Linked DNA regions of Hordeum vulgare: region 2 is linked to region 1. A link is a contact called in public Hi-C data. All regions are on one chromosome and are shown on one strand. The core of a region is the stretch at or near the end of the contact, and the rest is flanking DNA. Distances in the headings are between cores, read along the strand shown.

Region 1 (4,279 bases), core at 1,090-3,589:
CCCGTCGCCCCGTTTCTGCGTTGGTTCTTCCCCCGTCGCCCCGTTTCTGCATCGCTGGAGTTTTTTGGTCCGCATGGATATGTGAACAAGTGTATTTTATTGGGTGCAACATGAACTTATAAGTCCCTGTAAACAAACAGATAGGGACTTATGACTTATAAGTTGGGACTTAAAAAAGTCTTAGGACTTATGAAACAAACAAGGCCTCAGTCGATCGATCCTACCATACAAGCCCTACCAGCCTACCACCACTAGAAAGAAAAAAGAAAGAACACACATCTTTCTCTGCATCTTTTATTTTCTAGCTAGTCGGCCGCTGAAAGCCTGAAAGTGACCGGAATGTTTTTCATTTCTTTCGTGCGTGTGTGTGTGTCTATCTATGTATCGGTAGGCACGGAACAATATGTGCTTGGAATAAATCGGAGTTTCCAAGTGCCGGATGGATGGATAGAAACTGCTTCTGCTACGTGGTGCTACTTTTTGAATTTATTCTTGAGCAGGGACTACAGATTTATTCTGCTCCTGCCATGTCGGCGGTTAGTGGGTCTTGAGAACGTTGAGACGCGCCTAATCATCTTCGTCTTCTGCCCTTGTTTTTCTCTTTGGTGATAGCGAGAGATTTGGTTGAGGCCTTGACGCGTCAGTGATGTCCGTTCTGAAAACCCTCCTACAAGTGATGAGTAACTCCCTGCCAAATGGCAGGTTCTTGATGTGGCTCCTAAATTACTTCAGTTTCTTTCTTTTTCAGTTACTCTGCCTTTCTGACACAAGGTTATTGTGCACTACTGTGAACCCCCACAGCAATCATCTTCATCTTGTGCTGGTTTATTCCTTGGTGATGACATTGAGATGTTTGGTTTGAAGCATTGACGCTTCGGTGATGCTGGCCATATGGAAAGGTTTCTTTCTTTCTTTCTTGGAAAGGTTTGTAGTAGCTTTAATTGCAGCAATTGATACTCATATTCAGTTCTACCTACATTCGTGTTTCTTCAGGAAATGAAGCAGTAGGAAATTATTCACAGGCACCAGTAACCGTAGGTTCAGTACTACTTCATTCTTAATAAAATGGCTGCATGCATCACTCGATGCAGAGGCCGGGGCGATGCCTGCTTTTCGAAAAAAAAAACCGTAGGTTCAGTACTGATCTTTCTACTTCTTCACTTACTTTGGCCGCAACAGAAAATAAATGAATGAACCCAGGAACTGACCAAGCATGGGCTTGTGCTCTGAAAGACTGTTTGGTCATTGCCATGTGTGACAGCACCACAAGGTGATAGTACTAGCGTCCAACAGTGCTGCCAAGACTTGATTAACATTCTCAAGCAAGAATATATGCATGTTCCAGAATCCAGGCCATGCATCTCAACATCTGATAAAGCACCAATCATACATACACAGATCCAAATGGTACTACTCCATGTGTATTATCAGGTCTAACAGAGCCCCAGCATCCATCCAGTTGCAGCGAAAAGAACAAAATCAATCAGAAAAAGAAGAAGATGATGCGAAAAGGAGGAACCCAACCGATCCCTTTTAGATTGTTTGTTCGTAGCCTATTGAACTGGAATTAAGACCTACGATTACATACATATGTAGAGTATATCATATGAGATTTAGACATCAGCACAACGGTGGAACTGAATCTCCTGATGAACTCGCGCCTACAGTACATCCGTCAGACAGAATCACTGCTGCAGGAGCAGCAAGAAAGCAGAGCACACGGCGGCCACAGCCAGCCATGGGGCCGTTCTAGTGGGTCTCGCCGTCGCTGCCGCCGCGAGGAACCCCGCGTCCTGGGGGAACCCCGACCTCGGCGTCGGCGTCGACGACGGCTGCTGCTCCCAGGGGAAGGGCCCGATCGCCGGCGGCCTCTGCGGGCAGAAGGGGAACTGCGTCGGCGACGTCACCGTCGGCGGCGTGCCCGGGACGGGGCACGGCGGCACGCACTGCGGGCCCGTGCACAGGCACACCGTGCCGTTGCCACCGTCCGCCCGCGCGCCGTCCGCCGACAGCAGCAACAACCACATCCACGCGCCCGCGACGAGCATGACCGCCGCCCGCGGAGACGACGGCATCGTCAGCCGCTCGCCGGCCGCCGCTTCCCCGGTCGGAATCTTCTTTTTGGGTGACGGTGGGTGGGTGGGTGGGTGGGTGGAGGCGGCACCGCTGTAGCAGCGATGAGCGTGGTGCGGCTGGAGGCTGGGGGCGTCCCTACCCTGCCACGCCCGATTGGTTAAGTAGCGGTGGAGATAGAGACGTGACGTCCCGTCCATGGCCACGGTGAAACCACCGCGACCGGATAACAACGGCGGTGACGACCGCCATTAGCGAGGGTCATGCGGGTTTCCAATTAAGCTCGGGTGAGGTTGCGACGTCGCGATCGTCGCCGGGCGTCGGTGCGATCAACGGTACAGAAGTTGAAAGATGAGACCTTTGGCTTTGGGCAGCTAGTGCCTAGTGGTGGCGAGTGACAACAACGATGGTGACATCCGTCCATGGAAAAGAAGCGTTTGCTTCTTCACTGAACTGAACTTGTGAAGTGTGCTGCAGACGTTAGTTAGTTAGCTAGTTAGTTAATTACAGGTGCTGTTCACAAGACGTCAGTACATCTTCAGTTAATGTCAGCATACATACATACATCGATGATGGATCACTTCAGTTGACAGGTACTAGTAGTAAGTAAGCAAGCAAGTAAAGGAGGGAGTGACAAGTGTGCCAACACTGTCCAGTAACCTCCCTCTCAATCATCTTATCCGTGGATAGGATACGCTACTGACTGTCTGGTCAGTTTCAGTTAGAATCGGGTACATGAACTGCTGTTGCCTGTTGCTTCACTGCTGCTCGACCATCCTTCCTCCTCGTTGAAGCAGCAAGCAAGGTCCCCTTTCCGAATCATGGCATCCTGCATGATCCCACTGCATGATCTGCCTGCCTCCCTGAAATCATGCATGCGGCTTACTCACTGCAGGCAAGGAGTTTGGAGCGTTTTGCAAGATGGTTTCAGGGTACAGCGGTGGAGAGAGGAGGGGTGTGGGTGGATGGGGACTGCGCACCAAATCCCACGACTGCTTTGGCTTGACCCTGATCGCAGGCTATTGATTGAAATAAATAAAGCCAAGTGGGCAGCAACAACAACTGGAAGGCAGCAAGCACTTTTGGTCTGGCCCTATCCTTCCTTCCTGTCTTCAGTCCTTCCCTCACGAACAACCTGATTTCCTCTCTTCTTCTTTTTTTGCCTTATTATTCAAGAGTACCCCTGCTTCTCAATTCGCATGGTGTTGTAGATGTTCTCTGACTCCCCCCCACAGATTACAACCGTCGATGTCAACATGAAACACTAAGAAACTGTGCTTGCCTGTGTCAGCTTTTGGTTCTAACTACTGTACCTGCTTGGCATGGAACAGATTGGGTGAAGTAAACCATGGAGGTCAGGTGGCTGCACATCACAGGTTGTTGCCATGTGACCATCGGTAAAAAGATTTGTCATGTCGACGGGTCTGATCCTGTTCTCAACTTCTTCTTCCACAACAAAGTCTTGCTATGATACTTTGGAGGAGTTTCTCTTTGGGAGTGACTAATGAACAGTCGTCTGTTTTTAAATTCATGTCAGGTCGTTTTTTGTTCCAATAGCTGATTGACACGTGTCTAAGTATGGTTCTAACTACTGTACCTTTTTTTTTAGAAAAGGGGGATTACCTCCGGCCTCTGCATCAGTCTATCTTCTGTACCTGCTTGGCATGGAACAGATTGGGTGAAGTAAACCATGGTGGTCAGGTGGCTGCACATCACATGTTGTTGCCATGTGACCATCGGTAAAAAAGATTTATCATGTCGACGGGTCTGATCCTGTTCTCAACTTCTTCTTCCACAACAACATCTTGCTACTTCCAGATGATACTTTGGAGGAGTTTCTCTTTTCCAGATGATGAAGTGTGTACGTTCCTACTTCTTATGGTGGTGATTCTCGGTTCTGCCGAAAAGAAGACATGGCCACATGGGCCAGGTATCAAAAGATTCCATAAGACGACTACAGAGGCATGCTTGAAAATTTCTAATATATCCTTCATTTCTAAGGGAATTTAGGGACCATCGAGTAAACTTTTTGTAAACTAAGCAAAATGTTTGTTATTATTTATTTTTTAACTATATGTGAGTTGCCTAGTTAATTACTATAAAATTGTCGAGTCATACAACAAATACATCACGACAAACTTTAACATGCTCCCTCTAACACCCTCTTTTTATATGTGATGTAAAAAAGGTAAGAGTTAATCAGACC
Region 2 (4,279 bases), core at 937-3,436, 62 kb before region 1:
CGACCGGTGGAAAGCTATAGTCCATCGCTTGGTCTGAACGACTGGCTCGTCGATCCGATGCAAAGAGTAGCTTGCGTGCAAAGGCAAAACGGGACTTGAGTACTTAATTACTCGAGAGGATGCATGACTAGGTGCGTACGTACGTTTCATCGGATATATATGCTACCGGGATTGATTGGCCGGCTAGGTACGTAGCCTCGTGTGTGATGTGTTACTAGTTTCGATGGTACATATCGTCGGTGCGGTGGTGTCGATCGGTGGACACGAAGAGGCCAAGCATGCGTGTTGTCACGTACGTACGCATGTACGCACCCGATCGGCGCCCTAGCTAGCTAGCATGCATAATCGATGGTCACCATGCATGCTCTAGCTACTCAGCCTGACAGTACTTATCTTGTTTCCTTGCTTTCCCCCAAACTCCAACGTAGCCAGCTGCGCGCTGCCCTTCCCCCGCTTCCTCTTTTGATCGATTCCTTGCTTGTCCGGCGCCATGCATCATGCCGATCGATCAGCGACGATCCACACGGAAACTTTCCTGCACCTCGCAAAGCTCTCAACTTTTTCCGGAAGTTGCTCGTCACGGGCCGGGAAAAGCCGCCTTTCCACGTCAACCTTGCACCTCTCCTGGAAAACATTTTCACAAGTCGATTGTCAAGCTAGCCTAAGTACATACATTCTTCTTTGGCGGGGAGACAATTACTGCACATGCATTCTCAAAACAATTACTACTCACAACACGGGAAATTAGTACTCCCTTCATCCGAAAATACTTATTATACTCCATCCGTTCATAAATATTTGTCTTTTTAAGAAATTTCACTACAAACTAAGTATGGATGTATATAGACATAATTTAAAGTGTAGATTCATTTATTTTGCTTCGTATGTAGTCCGTAGTTGAATCTTTAAAAAGATAAATATTTAAAACGGAGGGAGTAGAAATGAATGTATATCTAGATGTATTTTAGTACGTAAGATACATATAATTTTATACATTTACGCGACAAGTATTTCTGAACGGAGGGAGTAGTATATATGCCACTACTAGACGAGTACATTAATAACACGAAGAAAAAGGAAGAGGCACTCAGAGAAAGGCACAAGATTCTTGAGATCACCAGCTAGCCACATATATTATGCTCCCAAGAAAACTAGCCAGCACCAGCAATATATAGTTGCTCGCTCCACTCACCACCCAAAAGCCAACTGAGCAATGAATCAATATGTAGGGAGTACTACCATCGATGGATACTAGTAGATATTATGCATGGCTAATAATAATGGCACCCCATTATCTTATACATCAAGTATATATGAAGAATTGATGGACTACGAACTGAAAGTATAGCTAGTAACTGATCGATGATGACCGTACTAGTAACCGACGAGAGCAGCAGCGGCAGTTGCGGCGGCCACCAAGCAGAGCACGGCCGCCCACGCGCTCCCCGTTGTTGCCACCGCCGACGAGGACGGCGGGGACCGGTAGTACCATGGGTACCACGGCAGGATCGGGTTGGGCGGGGGCGGCGCCGGCCCGTAGTTCCCGCCACCTCCTCCACCGCCTCCGCCTCCTCCGCCACCCCCGCCGGAGGGAGGCTGGTAGTAGCCGGGAATGTAGCCGCCAGAGGGCGGAGGGTTGCTCCAGTACGAGGGCGACGGCGGCGCGTTCCCGGAGGAGGACGGGGGCGGGTACCCGTAGCCGGAGCCGGACGGCGCGGAGGGCGGCGGCGGGCAGTCGGCGGTGGAGGCCGGCGGCGTGGGCGGCGGCAGCAGGCACGGGTAGGGGCAGTCGGCCTGGTAGGAGGTGTCGGCGGCTGCGGCGTCGAGGAGCGGCGCGGAGAAGACGAGGATGACCAGCAGCCTGTAGGACGCCATGGCAGCTGAGAGCGACGGGAGTGCGGTGTAGGCAAGCCGGTGATGCTGTCTGTGCGTGAGAGCGATGGCAGTGGAGTGTGGCTACTGCCTACTGCATGCGGTGGTGTGTGAATGATGGCGAGCTGATGGAGGGAAGTGGAAGAAGGTGATGGAGACGTGAGGGGGAAGAAGAGGTGTTGGGGGTTTATAATCGGGATTGGGGAGGAGGTGGAAAGGAATGGGGGAGTGGTTTCGATGTGTTGTTAAGTGTACCTGCTAAAATGCAGTGCTAATTGATGCCACTGTGCCAAGGATTGTGCTGGTAAAGTGATGTTGCTAGCTACTCTACTACTTAATTCAAAGGGCTGGCCACATGTAGCTAGCTAGTACTAGTGGTATATGTAAGGGTTGGGCCGGGTTTCGGGCTGGGCTTTCCATCAGTATACTACCAAACCAAAGCCCAACCGGAGGCGAAAAATTGCGGTGGTAAATTGATTTTAGTTGATTCGTGGGGAGATCTAAAACAAGCTGATTCGAGGGGAGCATATGTAGCTAGTCTAGCTCAGCCCGAGTCCTCCTATTTTTTTAAAAGAAAACGCTTTCCATCAGTATACTGATAGGAGGAAATCACCAGCCGTCTGTTAGGCCGTCGATCCCATCCAACGTCACGTATTTGCCATATATATATCCTTCTTACAGCTTCATCCCCCCATCCCATGTTCACCAAACCCTAACCTGCTACTACCGATCTCTCTCCTCGACGTGGTTGGTCTCGTCAAATGCAAAGCGCCGACAACTCCCGACAAGCCGATTCGATCTCATGCCGCCGGAAGCCTCGGCGATGGCGAGATCGTCTTGTCCCCTCATACCGTGGCGGCGAGGTGGAGACACTCTGTGGGAGGTAGCCGCCAGAGCAACAAATTCAACACCGGTGGATGGCAGGCCCGCATGGTCTCCACGGCCTTGCTCCACCGTTCCCGCCACCACGCTCGATCTTTTCGGCATGCTGCCGTGCCCACGACCATCTTCCACAGTACTATTCACAAATGGTAAAGAGAATTCCACGGGGAGCCCCTAATGCATGTTTATCCTCCACGCGTCTACGTTGTCTGTAGCCACCGTTTCCATGCCGACACCGCCTACACGTCTACTCTATGTATAATCATGAGGCGTGCCAGTGTGGGTGCTTCCATGGTCTGGCCAGTGTGCCCCTTGCGGATGTGGAATCAGCATCACGGTGGACCATAGTGACATTGTGCCGAGAAGAAGATAGCCCCTTGACCATTCTTGTACATAGAAGCAAATTCTGGCATCATAAGAAGCAAATACTATTTCCGTTGGAAGCATTTTTTCATTGGATAAGAAAAAATCAATAATGTTTTCTTCCATGTCAAAATTTATTCTCTTTTTGTAGGCAATTTAGATCTGAGAGAGTATTTGTAACTTGGAAAGCAAACCCTATTTTTTTGTGTAAGCAGATTATTTTGTCTCTTTGGAGAAGTAAGCATATTATTTTCTACGTCGTAAACGAACTACGTACCCAAATGTGTTGGGCGTAATCTTGTTGGACAAATGAAACAAGATATTCTAGATAAGAAGCAAATTGAAATTACACTTCACTTGGAGACAATTTTTTACATATGGAAGCATACTGCATGACCTAAAAATGGAAGTTAATTCCTCAATTGATGGAAACATAAATTACTGTGGAAAACCCCCATCTCGACGCAGTTCCTTCGGAAGCAAAAGTGAATAAGAATGGAAACAAAAATTTCAAGAATGAAAACAAAACCTTCTTGTAAAGCCACGAACAATATCTCGTAGAATGCCAATTTGGAACAATTATTACAGTCCTTACTATTCAAAATTAGTTTGCTAAATGTATGGAAACATTTATTTGGTTTCTTAAATAACGGGTGTAGTTATTAGCAAATCCACGTAATTAGCTCCATCAAGTTTTAATTTTATTTGAAAACTGCGCACTATGTGCACACAGGCGACCCTGCCCATCCAACGGCTATACATGCTTCCATCCAACGACTCAATATTGGCCTGATAGGAAGCTAGGATCTGTAGTCTGATCCCTAGTGGTTCCCACATATATATTTGAGCACATGCATAACAATTTATCAAAATATTATAGAAATTTCAGAAAATGCGGCACCTCCCTGCTCTCGTTGTGTACACAACATCGAGCTTGGTCTTGTCATGTGCGAGCACCTCTCCGAAGCGAGTTGGCATGATGAAAGAAGAGAAGGGAAGAAGAGAGGGGAAGAAGAGAGGAGAGGGAGAGAGGAGAAGAACAAAGAAATGGCGACATACTCTGTTTCGGTTGTGCTTTTGAGAAGCGGGAGGCAAACCGTTTGGGCCTTTAGTCCCAGGTTGATCCATCAACCGAGACTAAAGGGTGATACGAACAGTTGCC

Evidence for each region. A called contact is a pair of places that touch in the nucleus more often than the background predicts.
Region 2: a contact with region 1 is called in a Hi-C map of leaf, with 2.2 times the contacts expected there. The contact joins the promoter of LOC123439122 here to the promoter of LOC123439118 in region 1. A contact is called at or near these places in 3 of 6 Hi-C or Micro-C datasets (all in leaf) and 1 of 1 datasets of contacts at active chromatin or transcription factors (embryo).

What each region holds. Positions count from the first base shown.
Region 1 is chr3H:2,551,652-2,555,930 of MorexV3_pseudomolecules_assembly, reverse strand. LOC123439118 reads right to left here and starts at 2,339. Exons shown (of 1, transcript XM_045115866.1): 1 at 1,281-2,339. The coding sequence starts at 2,273. The coding sequence ends at 1,686.
Region 2 is chr3H:2,613,018-2,617,296 of MorexV3_pseudomolecules_assembly, reverse strand. LOC123439122 (protein tfg-1-like) reads right to left here and starts at 2,186. Exons shown (of 2, transcript XM_045115869.1): 1 at 1,376-2,186; 2 at 308-624. The coding sequence starts at 1,875. The coding sequence ends at 624.